Linked DNA regions of Triticum aestivum: region 2 is linked to region 1. The links are chromatin contacts, called in public Hi-C maps. All regions are on one chromosome and are shown on one strand. Each heading gives the region's core, a stretch centred on a gene start, on an enhancer-like site or on the middle of the called end of the contact. The rest is flanking DNA. Distances are from core to core; before and after follow the strand shown.

Region 1 (5,960 bases), core at 2,480-4,979:
TCGACTGGTGATTTGACGTCCATGTCGCAGCTCATGGGACGTGGTACGACAATGATAGATAAGCTACTATAGTTATCATATAATGGCTCCAAAACAATTTGCTAGTCCACGTCTTCTTGCAAGTTGCAAATTACAAACAGGAACAAGTGGTTAATCGATACTCAATAGTATGTGCTTACTCTCACCTCACACGCCCGTATGTGTCGGTGGCATGCAGGGCCGTTGAAGGGCCTGTGCGAGCTGTGCGCTCGCACAGGGCCCCCAAAATCCAGGGGAGGGGGGGGGGGCAAATAGGGTCTATATACTATATGTATTAGTCTGGAAAAAAACGTTTTAGGCCAAACATTTACTGTGGCGCTCAATGCCTCAATCCATACGCAAAAGTGTTTACCTGTACGCTATCTCTCGTTGCGTGGAGCCATCTGATCGATAGACGAAACCAGCCGCAACGCACGTAGGTTCAGTGACTTCCGTCGTTTCGTTCCTGCCTAATCAATTCGCTAATTCACTTCACATCTTCGACGACTGAATCGGTGACTCGGCCGCGATCGCTTCTGCAGCTAGCCAAGGACAGCCGGAAGAGGAACTGCCGCCACGCCAGCCGACGCTGCCGCGGTGCCGCCGAGCAGAAGGCCAACCGGTGTGGTGTCCTACACTCCTCCTTTTTTCTCTGGCTAATTTTGATACAAACTAACTTGCAAAGTTGTACAACAGTTTACTAATTAGTAATATGTTTTGGAACAATTTTTTGTCTAGTTGCTGTCTTGTTGAAGTTCAGAAGTTGTCACAGATTTGAGATATTCAATAGTTGTTCGTGCAAGTCCAAAATCAAGGTTCTATCTTTTCTATTCTAACTATCTATACAAGTTACCCTTCTATCCTAATTCTACTAGACCATAAAGGCGCGCGTTGCCGCGCTCGTCCATTCTAAAATAATAATAATAGAAATATCTGAGTAATTTGAACAATTCAAATTATTGTGCTTCAAGTTCAGAACCATAGAAAAAGACTGTTTGCTTTTGCTAGAATACACTTTGTTTAACTAAGAGGCCACACGAAACGTTATACTCTCACATGCCCAATCCATCCTTGAGATAAAAGAATTTAAGGTCATCCTACTTACATTCTATTGCTTGCATACCTGCAGGAGAATAGTGATCTACACAGGGAGCAGGTACCATAGGAAGTCACCACAGGAAGATGATGTAGAACAAACTATGCACACATTTGTGTCAATAATATAATATCAGTAGTTTAGTGCCATTAGCAGGTGCTTTACTAATAAATGGGAGGGGGTTTGCATGACTCGCTGCAAAGAATCAAAATAGCGACACTATATCAGGAATTCAGGATTAAGATAAAGGGTTCAATCTTAACCCCACCCCCACCCCTGCGTCATAGAAAGTGTGGCAAGGCCGAACAAGTTACCTATCTGATCAGTGAAAATTAGTAAACAAGTTGCCTTCACAAAACAAAAGAGATACTGTAACCTGCACCATCCTCATGGATCATGGTGTAGCAACCACCACTTCAGAAAAAACATGCACGTACCCTTGAATAACTGAGAGGAAGCAGAAGGAAAAGGGGTTTCCCATTCCACCACATGTGTTTGTCTCCCGTAGTCAGCATGCTGAGAAGATTGGGATCCGGGTGGAAAGCTATACGGCTGCGGTGATGGCGGCACACTGTCTCTCCTTCACCGCTGCATCCCCTGCAGCGAGCAACCTAATAGCCAAGGAGGCTACCGGCAAGCCAGCTGCTGCCTGCAGCTGGGTGGGACGATGGTACCTGGTACGTGGGCGGATGATGGACGATGGGCGGACAGGGAATGGAGCGGACGTGGTAATCGGATATATATACAGTAGGATTTTGGTAGGGCGTGCGGCGGCGAGCTGCACTTCCAGCCCACGCGCGCTCTTTTTTTCCGAGATGGATACATCGGTGAATGAGAGAGCGCCAAGTCGCTGTCCGGAGCAGCAGCCCCTTAAATTTGGGCCGGCCGGGACGCACGAGTTGGAGTAGTAGAAACGGCCGTCAGGGTAAGGTGGGATGACAGGACGATCCGGAGCGTTGAAAGACCGATCGAACGGTTTGGAGTGTTAAATCGCTGTGGAGAGCCGTAGCTCGCCCCATTATACTGTTTCTCAATTATTGCATATACAGAAATCTATGGGCCCTCTTGATATTCTAGAGGTTTCGATGAAGCGCCCCTTCACATCCTAATGCTATTATTGCATAAAGGAGTTTTGTTAACCATTCATGTAACTGGTGCATCTGCGGAAAGGAGCTTTCTCAACTCAAGTTGTTGAAATCCTACTTGCGTTCTACTATGACACAAGAAAGACTCAATGGTTTGGAGACAATAGCAGTTGAAAATGATGTTTTGGAGAAGATTAATTATGTAGATATAATTGAAGATTTTATTTCAAGGAACACAAGACGGATGACACTTTTCAATAGAGCAAGAGGTCAGTTTATTGGTTTTAGTATTTTGCATTGATACTCGAGAATTTTCTAAACACTGTACGAAATAACATAAAGTTAAATTATATAATTAAGTGATTATGCTTGAGTTATATTATGTTTTTTTAATGTTAGGGCCTCATTTTCCTTTTCGCACCCGGGCCCCGAATTCCAGGAGACGGCCCTGGTGGCATGGTTGTGGCATGTACGTACATACACCATGATATATACTCGCTCCGTTCACAAATATAAGATGTTTTAACCTTTTTTTAATAGGATGTATATACACACCTTTTAGTGTGTTTGTTCACTCATTTCAATCCATGTGTAGTTTATATTAAAATATTCAAAACATCTTATATTTGTGAAAGGAGGGAGTATTTCTTTGACCCTGCAACCTTAGTTGGTTCATATATGCACTTAAAATTCATAGCCTTCTCCTGACTAGCATATCATGTTAATGGTCAACATAATGATATACATCATTAATTGACAAATGGTACTCTTCATTATCAGTATTATGCACTGCAGGCAATATATTAGGTAAGTTTTTTGTTGGGTCCTTTTTTTCAGAATCATTGTTAGATCCTTTTTTTTTAGATTTGGATCCTTTATTGTTTTGAATGTGAAAGAATCCACCAGTGAGGCAAGTATTTAGGCTACGAGGTGACAGAACATGGTCTTCACACTATTGGGCCTTCTCGTTGAACTTTTTTTTTCTGTGCTGGCCGTCTTGTTGATTTTCATGAATATATAAGAAGTAAAATGCATTGTCAATCACTAAACTTGTTAGTATCTTCTTCGATCCATCTGTTCATAGAAGAGCCTCTCTTCCTAATACAAAACATGTCACAATCTTATACCTGAACGTGATGCCATGAAAAAAAAATCTTATATCCAATAACACCTACAGCACCAACAAACCAGATGATATGCCATCATATGGCAAGGGACGATACATCATACATATGCCATGTCACTTTTGGACGATTCATCATTCATCGGTTGATCCAATACTTCAATTATTGACTGTGATGTTGGACCCTTACCCCATACATACGTACACTCATACATGTCGGCCGATGTCTCATTTGGTGTGCGTGTCTCAACATATGGGACAACAACAATGACATCTAAGCTAATTATGTTGCCAAACCTGCGATGACTAGGCTCTTCTTCCCACAAAACCCTAGCCGACACGAAGTCACCGCCGCCTCCCTCCCCATCCTAGTGTGGTCCCGTGGACTCAATTATATTTCGATGGACAAACACTTCCATTGTGCTGCTAAATATCTGTGTCGAACTATCTCCTTTAATTATACCGCACCACATAGTATATGCCATGTCATTTTCAGATGATTCATCCATCCATCAATTGATACAAACCTTGAATTATTGTTCCTGCTGGAGGAATATATACCACACATACAGACATGTCGACTGGTGATTCAACGTCCGTGCCGCGGCTCAGGTGATGACGTACGACAGCGATAGATAAGCTAATAGTCACAAAGTTCGACTTCCACGTCTTGCAATAACTTTGTCGACTGATCATCCCATTGGGTCAGAATTAGAGGGGAATACAAACAACAAGATGATGTAAAATTGTAACCACTTGCGTACTTCCTCTCACGCCGGCATATGTACATGGTTGCAGACATGTGCGTACGTACATACGCACGCGCAACCGCCAATTAGTTATGGCCAAGTACGCCATGATATTTTCTATGACCTAGCTTGCAAAACATATCTTTTATCGATTGGGTCATATGTAGTGCCAACTGCCAAGAGAAGAATCGATCATAGACTAATGTGACACGGTTACACGTCTTAATTTTGCTAGTTAATTTGGTTAATCAGCACAGCTTCTTCTTCCTGGTGTGCGCGGTTTATGGATGATGGATCGAATCGGGCAGGTTGGTGTCAGGCCGATCGCAATATTTGTCATATCCGTCACCAAGATAAATATTGAACTGTTGATTTAGGACCTCAGGGTGTACAGTGGGTAGGTGTAATTCTTCTAGAATCAGTTGGTAGGTGTTAACAATGACAATTTGATTAATCGCCTTGCCCTAATTACATGACTCGCTAGCTAGCGAGAACGATGATGACCATGGTGAGTTGGTAATTCCGACAAAGTTCTTCGGACAAGTAATTAGACGTATTCTTCGCATGCGCGCATGTGGGTTATAGGTGACCAAATCAAAATTAAGCTGCCTGCACGGCTGCACCCATGTGTTCCATTCTGAAGCGAATTGGGAGTAATTTGACATATGTATTACTTGATGAAGAAAAATAAATATGGGAATCTACTAACATATATACGCCATGCTAATTGGAGTGTGATTGCACATCTTCTGTGAGCCTCCAAACTCAGCAAAGCTTTCGATTTCGTGGCAAAAGTATTCACAAAGAAAAAGCGTACAAAGTTGGAATAAATGCATGAAAAGTAGCCGTATAAAAGGTCCAAGCCCACCACGAGGCAGCATGGGCGGAGATTGCAGCTAGTTGGGGTTTTGAAATAATTATTCGATACTATTAGAAGGAGTATATATATGCATTGCTTCTTGATAGGGATGTGATTTTGATATTGACAGGTTAATTTGTTTCGTCGTGCCACTGGTGCCACCTAGCTAGGCATTTAGCGATACCTCAAGCTAGCTAGGCATGTCATGGCGCAAACTCCAAAGCACAAAGGACCCAGCGATATTCATATATAGAGGCGTATTTTCGATCTGATGGAATATACACGATGCTCGGGCGTAGTACGTACATTGCATGGATAGAGCTAGTAGTAGCATGACGTTAAAAAGACCAATACTACACACACAGGCATCTATTTTACAGGGTTCACGGAGAGGCTTAGGTGGGCTTTTTTGATTGGGTGGTGTAAATCAAGGTGGGGGGCCAACCTTAGCTGAAAATCAGGGGGACAAGTTTAATTAGTTGGATAGAGCCCGTAATAGCCTGTAATAGTCCGTGTGTGTAGCATTTTTGCGTTAAAAGTCAGGGAACCAAGTATAAGTGAAACTGGCTTAATCTCCATGCTCAATGATGCATCCTGTGATTGGGGTTAATTCCATTAATTAAGCATGTCGTACATTGGTCGCCTCTCTGAGACTCGATGAACTCCCTTCCGTCCATCGTTCATGTATGTACTGTACATGCATGCATTGTTCCATCATAATGTAGTACTCCCTCCGTTTAGAAATACTTGTCGGAGGACCGGATGTATCTAGACGTATTTTAGTCCTAGATACATCCATTTTTATGCATTTCTGTGACAAGTATTTCCGGACGAAAGGAGTACGTACTATTGAGTTCACTGATGATCACGCATCATGACATGTCGCCGTTTCTTACGTACGTATAGTTAATTAGGCGGCGGCTTGATTTGATCGTGCAACTACCATTGCGCAAGTACCTATTTCCGCTGCCTATCACTGGTGTACTGGTTCCTTAATTTGGACCGAAAAAAGAAGAGATCAAAAGACGCC
Region 2 (5,960 bases), core at 2,367-4,866, 130 kb after region 1:
ATGAATGACGGGGATAAAACAAATAGACAATTTTCATATTGTATCGCTGTAACCAGATGAAGAAAAGAGTGAGCATCATAGGGAAATGCCAAAAGGAGCCAACCGCATGCAACAACCAACTCTACAACTAGTCTTGATGGTAGCATAGCATGGACAACAGAGATGGAGAAGTGAGGAATTATGTGGCCTGTGGGGAGGAAAAGAGGCATGAACACGAAGAACAAGAGAATGAGAATGAGAAAAGTCGGTCATTTCCACTTTGGGAACAAGACGATCACATTAACAACACGTAAAGTCTATCCAATGTTTAGACGGGGACTTGTGTTGGACGCATGGAGTGGATCGGATGGCGTCACGACATATACATGTAGAAAAACAAACTAATATAGTTAATGGTTATTTGTGGCATGTTGCACGTGAATGTAGAGTTAGTGGGAGCATGTGCATGACTTAGTGGGAAAACATTTTTACATTGTGGAGCTACTTAATGATATGGATAGGTCGCATGTCAAGATATATAAAAATAGTGAGGATGACTCTTAGGCAATGTTCAAAATATTGCTCTTGGGATGTAGGATTCAGTCAATTGACACCTAGTCGGTCCCTACCGATCACTGTTTTGTATTTCTTCTAGCACGTCACCTAGACTGACCCCTTTTGACCATGATCCTGGCCACCTTTTATCTTCAGTGTCACCTCTCATCTCCCTTGAATAGTTACTTTCTGTCACACCACACTTGTCTCTCCCTCCAACTAGTACATACATTTAAATTTACAAGCTTAAACATAGAACAAGCCCAATGTGTTGAAATAAATAAGCAATAAATAAACTCAAACATGTAAAATATCCATTTCTGAGCCTGGGCTCATCTGCACCCGGTGAATAGTAAATTCAAAATAATTACTAAAAAAATACTTTTCTTTTGTTTTAGGGCGTGAGGTTCGTGCCAAATTTCAGCTCGTTCCGACAGTTGAGTAGCTCTCAACAAAAATAATAATCGGTTAGAACAGTACACTATTTCTTGGACAACTGATTTGTATTTTTTATGAGAGTTACACAGTTGTCCAAACGAGCCAAAACATGGCACTGACGTTACGCACTGAAACATCTTTCCTTGGATTTTTTTTAAAAAAATTGTAGTATGTTATAGATTTTACTCTTCATGGCGGAGCAGATGAGCTCGGGAGCCAAATAGCCACACTCGAAACATGTCTCTTTCTTTTGGTGATATCTCCAAAACAAGCCTAATATGGCTGAAATTGGTTTTTTTTTCTAATCAATGATTATTTTTAAACTATTAATTTTCTTAAAAGGAGAGAATTAATTTTTCTGAAGTTAAATCATTGTTTTCAATTGAGCGGAATATGTGTTTGAACTTGGTGAAATAAGTTTTTTGAAATGAGTAACCCAGTGTTTTGAAATGAGTGGAGTCAACATTTTGAGATGAGTGATTGTTTTTTGAAAGGATATCTGCTATTTGAAGTGAGTGAAATCGATTTGTTTGAAATGCGTGATTTTTTAATTAACTAAAATAAGTATGATAAAATGAATGACATATGATATTTGAAATGAGTGAAATCAGTATTTCAAATTTGGTGAATTTATCTTTTTGAGGTAAGTGAAACCTGTTAGTTGAAATGAGTGAAATCAGTTATTTGAAATGACAGAAATTGGTTTAAAATGAGTAATTGGTGGAAATTAAGTGTTTTGAAATGAGTGGAATATATTTTTGGAACGAGGGAAACCATTTTCCAAAAGAGTGAAATAGGCTTCTCAATAAAGCGAAATCAGATTTTCAAAACAACTAAAATCGGTATTTTCAAATGAGAGAAATCAACATAACATAGGCATCTATCTATCTATCGATCTGTCTATCTATCTATCTATCTATCTATCTATCTATCTATCTATTATATATCAAAAGTAACTGATGGGTTACTTAGAAGCAAGAGAATTAGTTTTAAAAATCCATGTTAATTAGAAAATACTGGCCATTGATCTGGTGGGTCCTTCAAAATTATTATCATGTAACCGTTAGATATGCGCAACATATATATACCATTGTTGAAACCAACCATGAGTCCTTAACGTGCCATATCTTTATTCATGGTCTCTCGCAGGAAAACACAAACTCTCTTTGGAAGGCCTCTTAAGCAAGGGGATCTATCCCAAAAGTCCATTGTATACAAAACTAGAGAAATATTTTTACATGATAATGTGCCATACCTGGTCTCTCGCAGGAAAACACAAACTCCCTTTTGAAGGCCTCTTAGGAGAGGGTATCTATCCCTAAAGCCTAAGTATAAAAAACTGGAGTATTCCCTCGGCCAGTGATCCGCTGCAGCCGGCCGTAAACTAGTGTAATGTATACCTGTCATGGGAGTGAAGCTCCGAGAGACCGTACATACACATAATTTTACCTTTTTAGTTAAAATATGTTCAAAATATTACCGTTTTCGTCCAGCTTGCATGAAAACCGATTGTATTTGCATAAATTTTATCTTGTTTGCTGAAAAAAAGTTTGAAATATATGCGACTAGTATGGATGGCTGCCTTCCGCATCCGTGTCCGCAGACTGGTTTCCCCTATCCACGGATGGATGCGTGAGAAAATTTGCAGGTTGCCGTTAGAGATGCCCTAAAAGGCCACGGACGATTTCACTTAGCTGTTGGATCTTTCTCGTGGCACATCATAAAGTTTTGCGACTTTTCACCAATAATACTCGTACTGCGTATGAATGACGGAAGATTCAGATCAGAACATATCACTAGCAGATGCAAATGAGTAATTTCTAGCAAGTCAGCGGTGCTTAAGAATGAAGGACGTTCAAGGGAAAATGACACTATATTGTTTGGACTTTGGAGCTTAATAAATTTTCGAAAAGTGGAGCTTAATAAATAAGCATCAATATGATACAAACACCGCAACACGGCTAACTTCATGCATCCATGCTCAGACCAAGAAACCATCTCACACACCAATGCTTTCATTTATACATTAACTAATCAGATACGAACACGATGAGGCTAATGACATGATGACACGTATGACTCATACATGCATGCTCACGCAGCTAATCAAAGGACTTCTTATTACACTAACAGATGCGTGTAAATGAAATCAGGGACACACGTACAGCTACTACCACGTTTACATACGCGCTCGTGTCCCGGCCACCTCAAGGTATCACGCCGCCGCCGCCGCCTCCCCCTCCTCCACCTCCACCACCAGCACCGAAGCCACCGCCGAAACCACCGAACGGCCCGGCACCGGCACCAAAGCCGCCGTGCGGGCCAAAGCCGGCGATGCCCCCGCCGAGAGGGCCACCGTTGACGGCACCGCCGAAGAGCCCGCCGTCACCACCATTGCTCCCAGCAAAGGCGGTCTTGGTTTCACCGAAACCAGAACCGTCTTGGCCGTTGCGACCGGCAGCAAGAGCAACAGTATCGCAGTCGTCGCGAGCAGGCATGCCCCTGCCCGCCACCGCCACCGCGAGGCACAGCAGGAGGGAGGCGATGCACCACCACTTGCTCATGGCTGGTTGGTCTCAGAGAGTTGGATGAGGCGAGTAACGCAGTGGCAGGGGGGTTTAAAGAGAGGACGACGACGAGATGGGCAGGTGCGAGCGCGTGACAGTAATTAAATGGTGGCAGCCGGCAAGCGGGTAGTTGTTGCCATGCATGGCGCAATAACTCGCAGATGAAGAAGTAGGTCCATCCGTCCATGGATTCAAAAGGTTGATGAGAAGTTATTGCGATGGAACGCAGGTGATTTGGTGCTGACACGATTTTACCCTGTGTTAGTTTTGACAGCCTAAAACGTGAACACTGTGCACGCTTTTCCCGATTATTAACCACTTGTAGAAACCAGCCAAAGGAGATTGTCGTCTGTTCTGTTCACCAGAGATGACTCGGTGCTTGTTCTGACTTCTCCCATGACGTGCAGTAACATGCAGTTAATATATGCGCAGCCTAAGGGTAACTGTAACCGATCCCCTATGCTGCGTTAGGGGGAGTAACGCACACCTAACCAAACTCCAATAGCCAATAGAGGAGGAAAAACTATCCACCAGGCCGTATCCCGCCTACATTTACTCCACCGTGCGGCGTTGGAGTAAAAATCCTTCACGTTATCTTCGCCTCCTCTGCCTCTCCTCCTCCCCCTCGGTGCCGCCGGCGCCTCCCCCCATTGTTCCCCACCAACCCCTCTCCTCCCAATGGCCGGGCGGTAGCCGGAGGTCCCCGCCGCCGATCCGCAGCGCGGATCCGCGCCACCACGCGAGCCGCGCATCCTCCTTCGTCAGATCCTCCTCAATCAGCCGCCGCCGCCACCGCCGCGACGATGCAGCTTCTCCGGCTTCCCCGACGTCCCTGCGCCGCGGCCGCCGCAGAGGGAGTGCCACGGCGTCCGGCAACGGTGGTGGGGGACTTGGGTGGCCGACATCCGGGACAGAGAAACCGGCCAATGATATTGGCTCGGGTCCTTTCACACGGCTGAACTCGCGGTGCTCGAGTACGACTGGTGGACCCTCTGAGTACCAGAGGAGAACGCTGGACGAAAGGGTAGTGGACGATGTTGTCGAGCTGAGCTTGCATACTTGTGCCATAAGTTCCCGCAGTAGGCAAAACCCATATCAACGCAGTCCTATATGAGGCAGGCGATGGCGATGCTCGCCGACCGGTTCGAGAAGGCGACGTCCAAGACGTTGTGTTCCTCTGGTGTGTATGCTTGCGTTGAGAGTTGAGAGTTGAGACAAGTATCATGTGGACATGGCCGAGGAGTACATGGAACATGCCGCTGTACCTGGCTGCCGGCCTACGTAAGGTGCATCAGCTGGTCCAGCATGTGCATGTTGCCGATGATAGGTAGCGGCCGCGGTGTAAACGAAGCAAAGCTGTATGAGTCTAAACGAAGCAAAGCTGTATGAGTGTCCACTCATGTTGCCCCAAGTCTTTGCGTGATGCAGTAATAGCATGCCTGCAAAACTAACCAGTGCGATGCGCTGTACATACATATGTGCAGAAAGTCACTGGCAGCAACACAACTCTATATATATTCAGGTCCTGAAGCAAGTGCTCTGTGGTGTCAGCCAGTTTTGGAGCTTAACCTGCTTAGTAAGGGCCTGTTCGGTAGCTTCTCAACTCCAATAAATCCTCAAATCCAGCTTCTCTTTTCCATCGCCAGCTTCCGACCCAAGCGCTAGCGCTCAGAAATCCGTTCGGTGTCTCACCTCCAGGTTTCGATCGCCATAGATGGGCTGCCAGCCATCTTCAGTGGGATTCGGCCTTATTGGACATTGATGAGAGGCCGAAGTGAGCCCAAGATGGAGGCTGGATGGAAAGCCACGTGAGGCCCAGTTCCTAGGGGCTGAAAAGATGGCTAAAGGCCTAGTTTGGAGTGCCTGGAGGGCATTTTTCAGCCTAGTTCGCTGGCAGGCAGCGTTTTTTCTCCTTTTCCTCTGCTTTCTTTCTCTAACAGAGATGGCAAGATTCGCCGGGACAAAGAGTTGCCTTTTCTTTTCTGTGCGTTTTTGACAACCAGAGAACTATAAAGGGTAGTTTGCAATACTTTCTGTACATAAATTATAAATTATTAAACAGAAATGTATTTTCAATGAAAATATATATATGGCAACACATATCTTAAGGACCAAGACAGTCTGCACGTATTTCATATAACAAAGGGCACAATATTTGCATAAGTTTGCAAATCAAAAGTGGTACATGTTCCTAACATGTACTTCACCAACCTAGAGCAATGTCAGTAGCAAGTTGGTTCCTAAACAGATCCATGTCAACACCGTTTTCCTCCGAAGTTGATGTATCTGAAGCATTTGTCGGAACAGAAAATTTCCTATACCGTTCAGGAATTGTTGGCACATAATCCGGATCCCTATCACATCGAACAAAGTGGAGATCTGATTTGTCATGGAAGCGAACATAGTTGTGCAATGCCATAG

The links. Hi-C and Micro-C count contacts between places; a contact is called where the count stands out from the background.
Region 2: a Hi-C map of leaf shows a contact between it and region 1, with 2.4 times the contacts expected there. The contact joins the promoter of LOC123075961 here to the enhancer-like site in region 1. A contact is called at or near these places in 3 of 5 Hi-C or Micro-C datasets (all in leaf).

The regions. Positions count from the first base shown.
Region 1 is chr3D:614,959,017-614,964,976 of IWGSC CS RefSeq v2.1, forward strand. No RefSeq gene overlaps it. Among protein-coding and RNA genes, the nearest start is that of LOC123081028, 52 kb to the right of the region's middle. Within about 2 kb of position 3,730, at least 1 of the 8 cell types and tissues checked has an H3K27ac peak or open chromatin away from gene starts, as enhancers often do. A contact at or near this core is called in leaf, where this site is marked.
Region 2 is chr3D:615,087,928-615,093,887 of IWGSC CS RefSeq v2.1, forward strand. It overlaps LOC123075961 (glycine-rich cell wall structural protein-like), which reads right to left and starts at 3,617. Exons shown (of 1, transcript XM_044498450.1): 1 at 2,908-3,617. The coding sequence starts at 3,536. The coding sequence ends at 3,180.